Regions from separate parts of the Oryctolagus cuniculus genome. Here region 1 is linked to region 2. The links are chromatin contacts, called in public Hi-C maps. All regions are on one chromosome and are shown on one strand. Each heading gives the region's core, a stretch centred on a gene start, on an enhancer-like site or on the middle of the called end of the contact. The rest is flanking DNA. Distances are from core to core; before and after follow the strand shown.

Region 1 (6,913 bases), core at 2,007-4,506, 67 kb before region 2:
GACAGTGCTTCCACTGTGCAACAAAAATCACACTTAATTTTTTCCAGTTTTTATGCTAAAACATTTCAAACCTACAGAGAAGTTGAAACTATAGTACAATGAATATCTGTATACTCTGCACTTGAATTCACCAGTAATTTTTTTACATTTGCTCTATGAGGGTACTTCAAAAAGTTCGTGGAAAATGGAATTAAAAGTTGTCTGTGTACAAAAACTTCTGAAATCCATGCATTTTTCAAATATTCATTTCTGTAAACTTTTTGAACATCCCTTGTATCTCTCTGTATATATACACATATGTATATTTATACAGATGTGTGCATTTTACATGTGTATGTTACATGTGTGTTTACGTGTATGTGTAGTGAGCTACTTGAAAGTAAGTTGCAAATACTGTTACCCATCACTCCTAAATATTTTAATTTGCATCTCCCAAGAATTAGGACTTTTTTATATAACTCAGAATACCAAACATAAAACATGCAGTTCATAGTTTTCTCCACCAAAATGTCACTTACAGTTTTCTTAAAACTCCAGAATCAAACATTTGGGACAATCCTCTGAGATTCTGTGAAAATTCTCATCTGCATTTCATGTGATGGTTGTGATGTGCAATGCTGGCCCTTCTTGGGTGAATAAGGCCGTTTTTGAGTTTTAATGAATACTTCTGTCAGCTGGCATCGCTGCAGATTTCCCATCCACCATCCCTTTCTCCCTCTCTTTGAATATCACTGTGGACTTACAAGTTGTTATATTCAATCATGTATTTTTAAAATTTTCACTTATTGGGGCTAGAGTTGTGGTGCAGAGGGTTAAGCTGCCGCCTGCAACACTGGCCTCCCATATGAGTGCTGTTTGGAGTCCCAGCTACTCCACTTTCCCATCCAGCTCCCTGCTAACTTGCCTGGAGAAAGCAGCTGAAGATGATCTGAGTCCTTGGGCCCCTGCCACCCTTCGGGAGGCCTGGATGGGTCTCTTGGTCCTGGCTTTGGCACGGCCCAAACCATGGTTGTTGCGGCCATTTTGAGGAGTAAGCCAGCAGATAGAAGATCTCTGTGTCTCTCCCGCTGTAACTTGGCTTTTCAAATTTAAAAAATAAAATTTTTATTTATTTATTTGAGAGGGAGAAAGAGGAGAGAGAGAGCGTTCACTTCCATCTCCTGGTTCCCTTCCCAGATGCCTGTGAAGCCAGGAGCACAGAACTCAATCTGGGTCTCCCGCACGGGTGATAGCACCTAACTACTTGAGCGATCACTTACTGCCTCCCAGGGTGTGCATTGGCAAGAAGCCGGAATGGGGACTGGAGCTGCAGACTCGGATCCAGGAACTGGGATATGGGGTGTGGGCATCTCAAACGCTAGGCCAAATGTCCACTGCCATAATTTACTTTTGCGGCTTACATCACCCGGTTTTGGTTAATGGACGCCCCTTCAAGGCAGTTCTGTCTTCCTGTCATAGTTTCTGGCACCTACCGAGCTCACTTCATACTTTTGCATGGGTCAACTCTTCAAACACTCAAAAGGTGGGCATTTGCCCTCCAACCCTACCTTTCTCTTCCGGGATAGCTAAAGTCGTCACTAGGTCACTAGTTCGTTATTCTTCCAGAAATAATTTATGTAAAAAAAGAGCAATCTCCCCTTCCCCCTCTCTTCTCTCCCTTTCTCTCACCTAGCCCCCAAGGTTTGAGCCGGAATGAGAGCACACTACACTCGCTGGGTCTGCACTTGTTGCTCTAGTCAGATGCCTAAAGATACTTATGACCCCAACTCAAAAAGATCAGGCATCTTCAGGCCAAGTTTCAAATGTTCCAGGAGAAAAAGGCCGAAGGTGATGGCTCCACCGAAGCTTCATTTACCGAACACTAGACGCTAGACGCTGGGCTGGGAGTGTTGGTCCCCGTCCCCCTCGGGCTTGGTGACACCTGCTCCTCTCAAGCATCCTGTTCTTGGGAAGCCGTTCCCTCCCTTAACGACTTCCTCCCGCCCCCCCCCCGCCCCCGCAACCAGGTTTAAGGTAATTAGGGACGTCTCCTCCCAAACGCCTACAGGTCACCGCGTTGGATCTGCCTCCCGTCTCCCGAGGGCAGAGGCCGCGCGTGACCCGTCCACTGCCGGCCCACAGTAGCCGCGCAACAAAAACGTGTGCAATGAAATTCGAACCCAGACCATCCGGCTCCCGGGCCCCTCCTCTTCCCACCCCGGCCCGGCTGCAGCTGGAAAAAGTGCCAAGGCGTAGACGTTATACTCTGCGCAATAGCAGAAGCTGGGAAGTCTTTCCATTTCCACGACTAATGGAGGACCTCAGCAGAAACAGCTCACCGCGAGGTGTGACGACCGCAGGAGGGCGTCAATCAATAAAATGCCCCCTCGCCCCGGAGGCGAGTGGAGTCGAACAGAGCCGGGGCCACGCGGGCCAGCGCCACCGCGTCAATAGGAAACACATGCAGAACGGGGAAGCCCGGCTGCGCGCAGCTGTGACCCCCAGGGCAGGCGGAGAACGGACAGGGGACAGCCCCCCTCCATGGGATCCAAGAAGACTGCACAGCTTCTGCCCGACGCCGTGGCCCCGGGCTCCCCCTGGAGTCTTGTCCAGAGCAGCTTTCTGCTAGCATCCCATGGAGGGAGGCGGCTGAGACCGAGCCCCGCAAGTGAAACGGGCTGGAGCGGCCCACGGCCCGGAGCACCTTAAGTCCAGTGGTGCGGGCTCCGCGGGGTACGCAGCTCAGGGCCGGGGCTCTCTGAAGCAGCGCCGGGAACCCAGGGCGCTCTCCTGCTGCCAGCGACCACAGCCAGCGCCGCCGTGCCTCGGAAAGGGAGGGGCGCACGGGTAGCGGAGCGTTCCTCCGCCAGCGCTTCGGCGCCCCCGACTCCCGCCGCATCTCTCCCGGGGTCAGGGGCCGGGCTCGTGTCTGGACTGTCCTCCTTTCCCCCACCCGCCCCGAGTTTCGGCAGAAGTGCCTCCGGGCCAGGCCTGCGCTCCAAGCGGCTACTTTCCACGCGCCTCTAGCGACGGCCGCGCCTCTGGGCTGCCCTCGAAGGCGTCCCTGGCCCCGAGGTGTCTGCAGCCCCGAGCCGGGATGGGGACGGCGGCGGGGCGCCCCGGCTCAGGGTCTCTGGAGCCAGGGAGCTAGCGGGTCCGGGACGGTAGTGGGGGGGCGGAGAGCTCGGCCGGCGGGGGGCGGGCCGGGGGTGGGGGCGGGAGGCGGCTCTGGGGGCCCCGCGCCATTGGCCGCAGAGCCCGGCGGCAGGAAGGGGCCAGCGAGCGCGGCCCCACCCCGCGGCCGGCGGAGCCTATCGCCGGGAGCGCGGAGCGCGGATAAATGTAGCGCCGCGGCGCGGGCCGGCAGCTCTCGGAGGGGCCGCAGCGTACGGAGCCATGCAGTACCCGCACCCCGGGCCCGCGGCGGCGGCGGCGGGGGTGCCCCTGTACGCGCCCACGCCTCTGTTGCAGCCCGCGCACCCGACGCCCTTCTACATCGAGGACATCCTGGGCCGGGCGCCCGCCGCGCCCACGCCCACCCCCACGCTGCCGTCCCCCAACTCGTCCTTCACCAGCCTCGTGTCCTCCTACCGGACCCCGGTATACGAGCCCACGCCGATCCACCCCGCCTTCTCCCACCACTCCGCCGCCGCGCTGGCCGCCGCCTACGGCCCCAGCGGCTTCGGGGGCCCTCTGTACCCCTTCCCGCGGACGGTGAACGACTACACGCACGCCTTGCTCCGCCACGACCCCTTAGGTAAGGCGGCCGGGGTCACGGTGGGGCCGAGCCCCCCGGCGACGGTTAGAGAGGCGCCACCCGGCAGGTGGCAGCGCCCGGGAGGCGGCGGGGGCGGCGCGGGGGAAAGCAATAGAAAGTTGTGGCGAAAGCGACTGAAAAGCAACTTTCGGGCGCGCGGGGGGGGGGCGGGGGGGACTCGAAGCGCGGGCCTGGGCTGACCGCACGGTGACTCAGATTGGTTTTCCTGCACCTTGCAGGCGTCGGGATGCGCGGGCCAGGGGGAGAGCCGCCGTGGGCCGCGCGTGTCGCCCGGGGTGGGGGCCTTTGCGCCGGAGGGACGAAGGCAGCGGGTGTCGGGGCGGCGCGGGCCGGCTCCTGCGGGGCAGAGAGCGCGAGCTGCTGGGCCCCGGGTGGTTACCGGGCTGGCCTGGGTTCAACAAGCTTGTGCAGTGAAAGAGCCTGACCCTTTCCGTTCATACAGGAAATCTTGAGTTCTCGATAGGAGTAAATCTGGTTTCAGAAGCTGTTAAGTGTTTTCCTGGCTGCATGAAGCAGACCCTTCCCCCGGAGTAGTGCACGCTGCTGATTATTTTATCGACATCCTCAATACAGACAAATTCAGGAAACACTCGACTTCTGATAGCCGGGATCCGTTTTTCTGATATTGTTCATTTCCTCTGTGTGGGATGTGACTGTATGGCAGCTAAAATAACCAGTTGCTTCCTTTTTTTTTTTCTTCTTCTTCTCGAGGCTGTTTTGCACCAGTCTGAAGCCTGACGCAAGCAAAATCTCGAAAAAACAATACCAGCTTTCAAAGCGTTTAGGCGCAGGCCTGCAGAGGCACCGACGGAGGGACGGACGGACACCCCCTTTGGCAGTGGGAAACTGCAGACCCCCTCCATCCCGGCGCCGGCCGATACTTGGGGCGCACCGAATTTGCGGGGCTTGTCCCCTAAGCGCGCCGGCTTAGAATTAAGCCACCCGTGATTCGCTCCCTGGGTGGCCCTTGGCGCCTCTGGGGTCTGAAGCCCTGGGGCAAATAAGGAAGCTGGGCGGCGCGGCTGGGGCCACCAGGGTTTTCAATCTACTCTGCTGTTGGCAGCTTCAGTAGGGACCCTGGAGGCCATTAGCATTTTAATTCATTATGGACTTGATGTCGTTGAACTCGGCGCGCACCTTTGGCGAGATGGAGGGGTAGTGTCTGAGTTCCTTTGCAAACTTGGGTCGTGTTTCTTATTCCAGCCTCGAGGGTTTGGTGCCGCGGCCCCATGGCGTGACTACTCTCCCGTGGGGCCCGGCGCGAGTGGGACCCTCGGCCTGGCCGGTCTGTGGCGAACGTTGTCGCCGAGCGCTCTCCGGGTTTCCTTGGGTTACTGCTGGGACTGCGCAGGAGGAAGCGGAGGGTTTTTCGAGATAGACCAACAGGAAACACATTGACGGAAATGTTGCCATAGCCCACGGCGTGGCTTTAACTGGCCGCCTCCGCCGGCCGAGTGTGAAATCAGAGGCTACCGCGGCGCGCTCCGGTCCGGATTGGAGGCTCATCGCGCGGCCTAACGGGGCACCCGCGCCGGTCGCTGCCCGCACGCACAGCCTGCACTGGGGTAGTGAAGCAGCCCCGCTCCGCCCCCAAACGCACACCCCCGCGTTCCACTCCCTACCCCGAGGGTTTGGGAATGCGGGTCACTCAGGGAGAGGACTTGGCGGTGGAAACAGTTGCGTAGCAGTTCTTGGTGAAATAAGGCCCAGGTCTATTAAGCCCAGAGATATGTGCGTTTGTGTCCAGCTGCGCGGGGAGGGGGGGAGAGTAGTGCTGCCCAGTGGACGTGTCTGGGTGGCCCCCGGAGCCCCCCTCGCCGCCTTTGTCACCCCGTGAGCAGGCCTGGAGCGGATGGACCGCGCTGACCTCCGCTCCCGCCTTCCGCAGGCAAACCCTTGCTCTGGAGCCCCTTCCTGCAGAGGCCTCTGCATAAGAGGAAAGGCGGCCAGGTGAGGTTCTCCAACGACCAGACCATTGAGCTGGAGAAGAAGTTCGAGACCCAGAAGTACCTCTCCCCGCCCGAGAGGAAGCGGCTGGCCAAGATGCTGCAGCTCAGCGAGAGGCAGGTGAGCGCGCCCGGCCTCCTGCCGGGGTGGTCCGCGCGGGAGACGCTGGGGGCCACGGGGCCCGTGCGCCCCTGGAGGGCTGGCCGGCTTCGTCGCCCCCGGCCGCGTCTTCCCGCCTCCCAGCGCCCGCTCGCTCGATCTCTGGATCCCGAGCTCCTGGCAAGTTTGCTTTCTTTCCTTCCTGTAGGTCAAAACCTGGTTTCAGAATCGACGCGCTAAATGGAGAAGACTAAAACAGGTATCGACGTGGTTCCGTTTCTATGGAAATAAATATTTTTATCATGTTATCTCTTTGCGGGGCCTGTTATGGGCTGTATGCAAAAGTCATTTGAGAGACTATTTAACCTCTCCACCTTGATTAAAAAGGCAAATACTCCTGCCGAAATGCAGGATGAGTTGCTCAGGTGGCAGTAATGCTAAAAGCGCCTAATGCAGTTCCTATATCAATTATGCTTGGGTTTTCACACACTGGCTAGTAAAACTCCCGGCTAATTGTTTTATAAACCCCATATGTTGTTTATCTAATTAACGCAGGAAAGATAAAGTAATTGACAGTAAATGACTTAAGCAGTTATCTTCGGGAGAAAATTGTTTCTTTTATTTACACAGCCATAATAAAACCAGACAGAACTCAAGGGTAAATATAAGGAAACAAACACCTTTAAGTCTTGTTTGCATTGTTTTTTTTTTTAAAACAAGAATTAAATATCAAAGAGTTTAAAATTATTTTCCACCTAATGCCAGCTCTTAAAACGATTATAAAACATGTAAGAAAATATTCAAGCCTATTTGCAAAGTGGCTTAGACTTTCTTGCAGTCTTTCTTCCAATGACCTTGTTTCGCAATATGTGATAAAAACTAAAGGTTGAGTTTCTAAAGAAGCTCTATTGGCTTAAAGCTAAAGATTCATTTTTGATGTCCTAATTTGGATGGGTTTCCGAAATTACAGGAAAATTGCTACACTGTTCGCTTTGCCAGTGCATATACAATTTCGAGTATATAAAAGATTTTGAAACAAAAACACAAAGTTTTAGCAATGTGGATTTTAAAATATTCTTGCTCTTACTTTTTCATTCCAGACAAGGTGTT
Region 2 (7,075 bases), core at 3,159-5,658:
CTCAGATCAGTATAAGGATTTTATTGTCTGAGGTCAACTCAGTGACATCCTGCTGAGGTCAGAAAGCAACTACCAAGCAGGCGTCCAGTCAGTCTCAAGGGGGAAAGCTCTCAGAATGGTAAAGGCAATGTCTTACTGACTCTGGAGGTGTCATTCTTTTTTACTAATTCAGTTCAATTTTTTTTTTTTTTTTTTTGACAGGCAGAGTTAGAAAGTGTGAGGGAGAGAGACAGAGAGAAAGGTCTTCCTTTTACTGTTGGTTCACCCCACAAATGGTTGCTGTGGCCGGTGTGCTGTGCTGATCCGAAGCCAGGAGCCAGGTGCTTCCCCCTGGTCTCCTACGCGGGTGTAGGGCCCAAGCACTTGGGCCATTCTGCACTGCCTTCCTGGGCCACAGCAGAGAGTTGGACTGGAAGAGGAGCAACCGGGACAGAATCTGGCGCCCCGACCGGGACTAGAACCCTGGGTGTCGGCGCCGCAAGCACCGGCCCTAGTTCAATTTCAAACCAACTTCTCTAGCATCACCCAGAGGAACTCAGGATTCCTTGCCTGGGGCCTCTAATTATACTCAGCACTTGAGAATCTTTACACTTAACGGCCAGGTAACTAGAGGGACTTACACAGAGTGGGTTCTCAGAGATACAAGGGTTCAGAGCTTCCCAGGTTTCCAAGTCCTCCGACCCCAGCGCCAGGGTGGTTCTCAAAATGGGGGCATTTACTTGCACATCTCAAAGACTTCAAAAAAATCCTGAGTCCAGTGCAGAAATTCTGAATTAACCCAGAGAGAGAGAGAGAGAGAGAGAGAGAGAGAGAGGAGAGCAAGTGAGCGAGCTTTGGAGGAGAGAGGCAGGCCAAAGATCCCTGAGCAACCTAGAAACATCCTGAATTCTAGTGCCCAGTTTGCAAAGCAGAAGGTATGGCAGCCCTGAATTTTGTTGTTTAGGAGCAGCTTTTTTTTTTTTTTTTTTTTTTGACAGGCAGAGTGGACAGTGAGAGAGAGAGACAGAGAGAAAGGTCTTCCTTTTGCCGTTGGTTCACCCTCCAATGGCCGCCGCGGCCGGCGCGCTGCGGCCGGCGCACCGCACCGATCCGATGGCAGGAGCCAGGAGCCAGGTGCTTTTCCTGGTCTCCCATGGGGTGCAGGGCCCAAGCACCTGGGCCATCCTCCACTGCACTCCCGGGCCACAGCAGAGGGCTGGCCTGGAAGAGGGGCAACCGGGACAGAATCCGGCGCCCCGACCGGGACTAGAACCCGGTGTGCCGGCGCCGCTAGGCGGAGGATTAGCCTAGTGAGCCGCGGCGCCGGCCTTAGGAGCAGCTTTCTCAGAGGGGATCTTGCTTTCAGCCAGGAGTTGAGTGCTTTCTGGACCTCAGTTGCTTCCCTTGTAAAATGAGAAAGAATTGGTCCACATGACTGCCAAGGTGCTGTCTGTTGGTAAGAACCATGGGACTCAGCTCTCTGCTGTGGCCCTGGAGTGCAGTGGAGGATGGCCCAAGTCCTTGGGCCCTGCACCCGCATGGGAGACCAGGAGAAGTACCTGGCTCCTGGCTTCGGATCAGCGTAGTGCGCTGGCCACAGCGGCCATTGGGGGTGAACCAATGGAAGACCTTTCTTTCTGTCTCTCTCTCACTGTCCACTCTCCCTGTCCAAAAAAAAAAAAAAAAACAAAAAAAAAACAAAAAAAGCACCATGGGACTCTAGAATCATATTAAAATTATGAAATGACTGGTGATCCAATTGATTAATTTTTAAAGATTTATTTATTTATTTATTTGAAAAGTAGAGTTATAGAGAGGCAGAGGCAGAGAGAGAGGTCTTCCATCCACTGTTCACTCACCACGACGGGAGCTGAGCCTATCTGAAGCCAGGAGATCTACTGCCTTCCCAAGCCACAACAGAGAGCTGGATCGGAGAGCTTGAACCAGTGCTCATATGGGATGCCAGCACTACAGACTGGGGCCTTAACCCACTATGCCACAGCACCGGCCCCCAACTGATTAGTTTTTATTGCTCTAATTTTTTTCCCCTTCCAGTTTGAGGCTTAACTGAACTGACTGTATTGATGCACCCAAATTGTAGGAGTTTTAGCTCACACAGTTTTCCCCAAGGGACATTAGAGCTGCTGCATTCTCTTTGAAATCCTTGCCTAGAAAACATTCTAGAAGCAGAACAGTATTCGAAGTCAACAGTATTAATGGAATGTTTCCTGCTGTTCTCAGAATAAAGCCAAACTCCTCCATGTGATCCATGAGGCCCTGCGTGATTCCTCATTACTTCCCAGGCTCCTAGCACAGCCCATAGCCTTGCCTTGCGTTTCCTGAAGGCACACACCTCTTTGCCAGCTCAGGAGCTCTTCCTTTATTCCTGGTCTGCTGGCCTAATTATCACATCATTGGTTAGGTCTTGGCTGACCATGCCATCAGAACTGAAATTGGGGGCAGGTGTTTGGTGTAGCATTTAAGATACTACTTGGGATGCCTACATCCCATATCAGTTTACCTGGGTTCAATTCTCCATTCTGTCCTGGTTCCAGCTTCCTGCTTATGCACACCCTGGGAGGCAGGAGGTGATAACTCAGGTAGTTGGTCCCTGATACTCATGTAGGAGATCTAAATTTAGTTCCAGGTTTCTGGCTTCATTCTAGCTCAGCCCCAGCTTTTGTGGGCATTTGGGGAGTGAGCCAACAAATGGGAGAGCTCTCTTTCTTTCTGCCTTTCAATAATGTCTTTTGAAAATTTGGCTTTAAAAAAACTGAAATTGGACCATGTCTTTTTTTCTCTTCAGAAAACAATTTTTAATATGTGAAGTATACATGTGTTTGTGTTTGCTTTAAAACTTGCCTTCCTAACTAGACTGGAAAGTCCTTGAAATCAGGGGGATATCTCTTTTTTGTTCACCACCATATTTGCTAGCACACAGTAGGCACTGGATATGTAATTTCTAAATTTGTGATAAATGAATGAATGTATTCAAAGCAAATTTCTGGCACAATCTGCTCTTACTGGTTGTTTATGTATGACACAAGCTACACAAATACTTAGTGAAATTGTCACCTTGACCTTGTTTTAGCATTGCAGAAACAGCTGTTGGTCCTCGGGTAATTTGGCAACTCTTCCCTTGTGTGTTTGTTCAAACCAAATGAGCCTCTGTAGTGACTCAGTGGGAACACCATTGAGCCAGTTAATGTAACTTTGATTTTTTCAATCTGAGTCCTTGTTAAATTTCAAGGAAGTTCTCTTGGCCAAGATGATACCTAAGGTTTAGAGTGTTGAACTATCATATCCTTAAAAGAAAAATCAAGGGGACCTCGAATGACTTTGCCTATAAATAAAAGTCAGAGTTAAGTCATACCTAGAATTACCACATAGTCACCAGGCTGCAATCAGTTTTGCTTAGCTGGTGCTGGGACCACATGAAAAAGAGGTTATTTGTTAAGAAGGGAATAGTTCCTTTTAAATTCTGTAGCAAGCATTGCCTCTTTTTTTCCCTTCCAGTCCATGGAAAGTGTTATCTCAGGCAGTTTTCAGCAGGAAGTTGGGTTTATCACTTCCTCACAGTAGCAGTTTGTCCAGGACTGAACTACATGCTATCAGATTACATCAAAATGCAGGCCTTTGTGTGTGGAACTCATCAAAGGAGTGGACCCTCAGGACCTGCTATCACTTCACTGCATATGCAGCCATGTAGCAAAACAACGCCTATCTAAACAGGACGGGCCTATTTCTGCATGTGGCAGCTCGGCGGGCTCTCGCTTGCTTGCAGAAATGGTTGGGTTTCAGGTGTCTGAGCGTTTCACTTCTTGTTTTTATATTTATCTCTTTTTAGAATTGCAGTCATTTGCCTGGTTGTGTGCAAGGAAGGAAAACCCAAAATATTACCTTCTGGGGAGGAGGCACGATTGCTCCAATCCACGGTGACTGTTGCAGGCAGTCTTTACCTCATCTTCTCCATTTTCACTCAAGATTAGGGTCACGTTGTCCTTTTGATTTTCACTTGCTTGTCATGGTCAGGCTGAAGAGCTGGCCACCAGGGAGCTGTAGTCTTAGCTCCCCTACAGTCTGGCTGTGTGTCCTTGTGCAAGTTATTTCAACTCTGAGCTTCAGTTGTCCTGTCTGAGAAATGGCGGCTGCCTCAGGGTCTTATGATGTAGAGTAAATGATACAGATGAGAGAATGTGTGTAAACTGCTTAGAGAAGGCACTTCCTTAAGGAGGGCATCAGTACTGGATGCCTGGCCCAGAGGCAAGCCTGGCAGGCCGATCAGTCCCAGGCAAACTGAAGTTTCTCAGGCTGCACTTCCACCTTTGGGGCCTCATTGCTATTTTCTTCTCAGTGGAGTTCCCTCTTCTCTGCGGTGGGCTGGCTGCCAGATGCTGCCTCTATTGGCAGCCACAGGAAGCCAATGCAACTGTGAAGTAATGCCTCTGCCCTGGCCTGGCTCCACCCTGTTGACCAAGGTTTTTTTAGAGCCGCTCAACCAGCTCCTTTTCATGCTTTGCCTAAAAAGGACTTGTCACCCAGCCTGCTGCCCTGGGAAATGGCTGACTGCCTCAGAGGCCTCAGACAAACAGCTTTCGGGGGATAGAGAGGTGCAGCGAACATCTTTCCCCCAGCTCAGTGCTTCAGGAATTGGGCAGGGACTGCCATCTTGCAACAGCTCTGCCATAAGGTGCACCATTACCAGAAGCAGGTGCAAAGGAAGGGGAACACAGCTTGATGCTCTAACATCTCTGAGCCACAGGGATATAATGAGGCATTCTTTAAAAAATTATTTGCATTGAGGAAGTCTGCAAATTTTCACAAGCCTATGACCGGAAAGCAATTTAAGTTACACCTAAAAAACGCATATACTTGAAGAAAGTAAAAGGTTATTGCCTCAGCCTCTCTGCTGGTCTCTTTGGCTGGGCTCTTTGGCCATCTCTTCAGCTTTTCCCCCTGAATGCTGTTTCTTAGACTCCCTTGATGGCCAAGGGCCAGTCTCTCTTCACATTGGATCCCCACACAGGACACAGATTCCCAGAGTGGCTCCAGTATCCAGGACTTCCTTTTGTCTGGGTACAGAGTTGAGACATTTGCTTACCACCTTCTTAGAATAGCTGTGCATGCTAACCAAAGAACAGTACTTGCCATAGATTGAAGAGATGAAAAATCTTTTTTCTTCTAACTGTAGAAGCAGAAAGTGTGTTTCATTTACACACATACTAAGTACAGAAATGTATACCAGTTTAAAATTTAAGAACTTCATTTCAGCTCCTATTGGTAATTGTTTGTTATATATCATTCCAGATTTATTTCAGTATACATAGGAGTATTTTACTGGTAGAAAAGAAGAGAGACATAGAGAGGGAAGGGGGAAGGAGGGAGAGAGAGAGAGAAGGAGTGAGGGAGAAAGGGAGAGGGAGAATAGGATGCATATAAACCCTTTTGGAGCATGCATGTTTTCCTATCCAGTGTGAAACGAATAGATTCAGATAGTGTAAGAGCACTTCAAAAAGTTTTCAGAAAAATGGAATTAAAAGATAGTTTATTGGCCGGTGCCGTGGCTCACTTGACTAATCCTCCACCTGCAGCGTCAACACCCCGGGTTCTAGTCCCAGCTGGGGCGCTGAATTCTGTCCTGGTTGCTCCTCTTCCAGTGCAGCTCTCTGCTGTGGCCCGAGGAGGCAGTGGAGGATGGTCCAAGTGCTTGGGCCCTGCACCCGCATGGGAGACTGGGAGGAAGTACCCAGCTCCTGGCTTTGGATTGGCGCAGCGCCGGCTGTAGCGGCCATTAGGGGAATGAACCAACGGAAGGAAAACCTTTCTGTCTGTCTCTCTTTCACTGTCTATAATTCTCTTTGTCTCTCTCTCTCTCACTGTCTAACTCTGCCTGCCCCCCTCAAAAAAAGTTTATTTTGATGCAAAAAGATTTTGAAGTCCATGCATAATTTTTCATAAGATACATTTTCATGAACTTTTTGAAGACCCTTTAATATGGACAGATTTCATAATATTTTGAACCAATAAAAACATCCTTAAATTACATTTTCCATGAATCTTTTGAGGTATCCTTACATATACAGATTTATTCAATTATTTGGTGTTGCTGTGGATATTCTGCAATATAATGTGTTATAATTTACTTACTTAATTTTTTACTGGTGGACTTCAGACTACTTGAAGTAATTTTGGCTTAACACACAGTGTAGTACTGAATATTCTGTGCAGACATCTTTGTACATATATGTCAGTATTTCTACAGGATTGTTGGGTTACATTTACATTTTAAATTTTAATAAACACTGCTAAATTTGGTACCAGTGGACCAGTTTGCAATCTTCTCAAAAGTCTGAGAGGGCCTATTTCCTGAAACACTTAACAACTCTAGAATTATCAAAATTTTATAAAAACTAATAGGCAACAATATCTTATTTTCATTTGTGTATCCTTTATTTTTAGTAAAGCGGAATATTTAAAATACTTGTTTATTTTATTTGTCAGGCAGAGGAATAGAGAGTGAGACAGAGAGCTCCTATCCACCGATTCACTCCCCAAATGCCACAACAGCCAGGGCTGGGCCAGGCTGAAGTCAGAAGCCAGGGACTCAGTCTCAGTCTCTCATATGGGTATCAGGGATCCAATTACTTGAGACCTCCCAGGGTGCCCATTAGCAGGAAGCTGGAAGTGGAAGTGGAGCTGGGATTTGGACCCAGGCACTTGTCCAGGATATTGGATACAGGAATCCCAAGTGGAGTCTTAACGAGTAGGTCAAGCTCCCACCCCTACTTGTTTTCTATATTCCATAACAACAGCATTGTGAGGTGGGACACTGCAGATTGGAAAGTGGCTTACCCGTCTAGGACATTAACTCTGTTGGTTCTCTTGTGGTTCAAGATGGCTACCAAAGTCTGAGTAGTCACATTTTAGACAATTATCTCCAAAGCCTGAAAAAAATTTCCCCACCGCCAAATCCTCAAGCTTCTGCTTTGATCTTGGAGTGGAACTCTTCCCAGCAGTTTTCTTGCAGACACTTTTCATTGCCTCACCCTACCCTTAGTTCCCAAGCTCAGGATTGGGTGACATGACCGTTTCCAGG

The links. A called contact is a pair of places that touch in the nucleus more often than the background predicts.
Region 1: a contact with region 2 is called in a Hi-C map of liver, with 3 times the contacts expected there. The contact joins the promoter of HHEX here to the enhancer-like site in region 2. A contact is called at or near these places in 2 of 6 Hi-C or Micro-C datasets (liver and an unstated tissue).

Annotation. Positions count from the first base shown.
Region 1 is chr15:37,933,900-37,940,812 of mOryCun1.1, reverse strand. It overlaps HHEX (hematopoietically expressed homeobox), which reads left to right and starts at 3,256. Exons shown (of 4, transcript XM_002718509.5): 1 at 3,256-3,736; 2 at 5,646-5,824; 3 at 6,012-6,062. The coding sequence starts at 3,376.
Region 2 is chr15:37,868,039-37,875,113 of mOryCun1.1, reverse strand. All of the region lies in intron 1 of EXOC6 (exocyst complex component 6), which reads left to right. Among named protein-coding and RNA genes, the nearest start is that of EXOC6, 42 kb to the left of the region's middle. Within about 2 kb of position 4,408, at least 1 of the 8 cell types and tissues checked has an H3K27ac peak or open chromatin away from gene starts, as enhancers often do.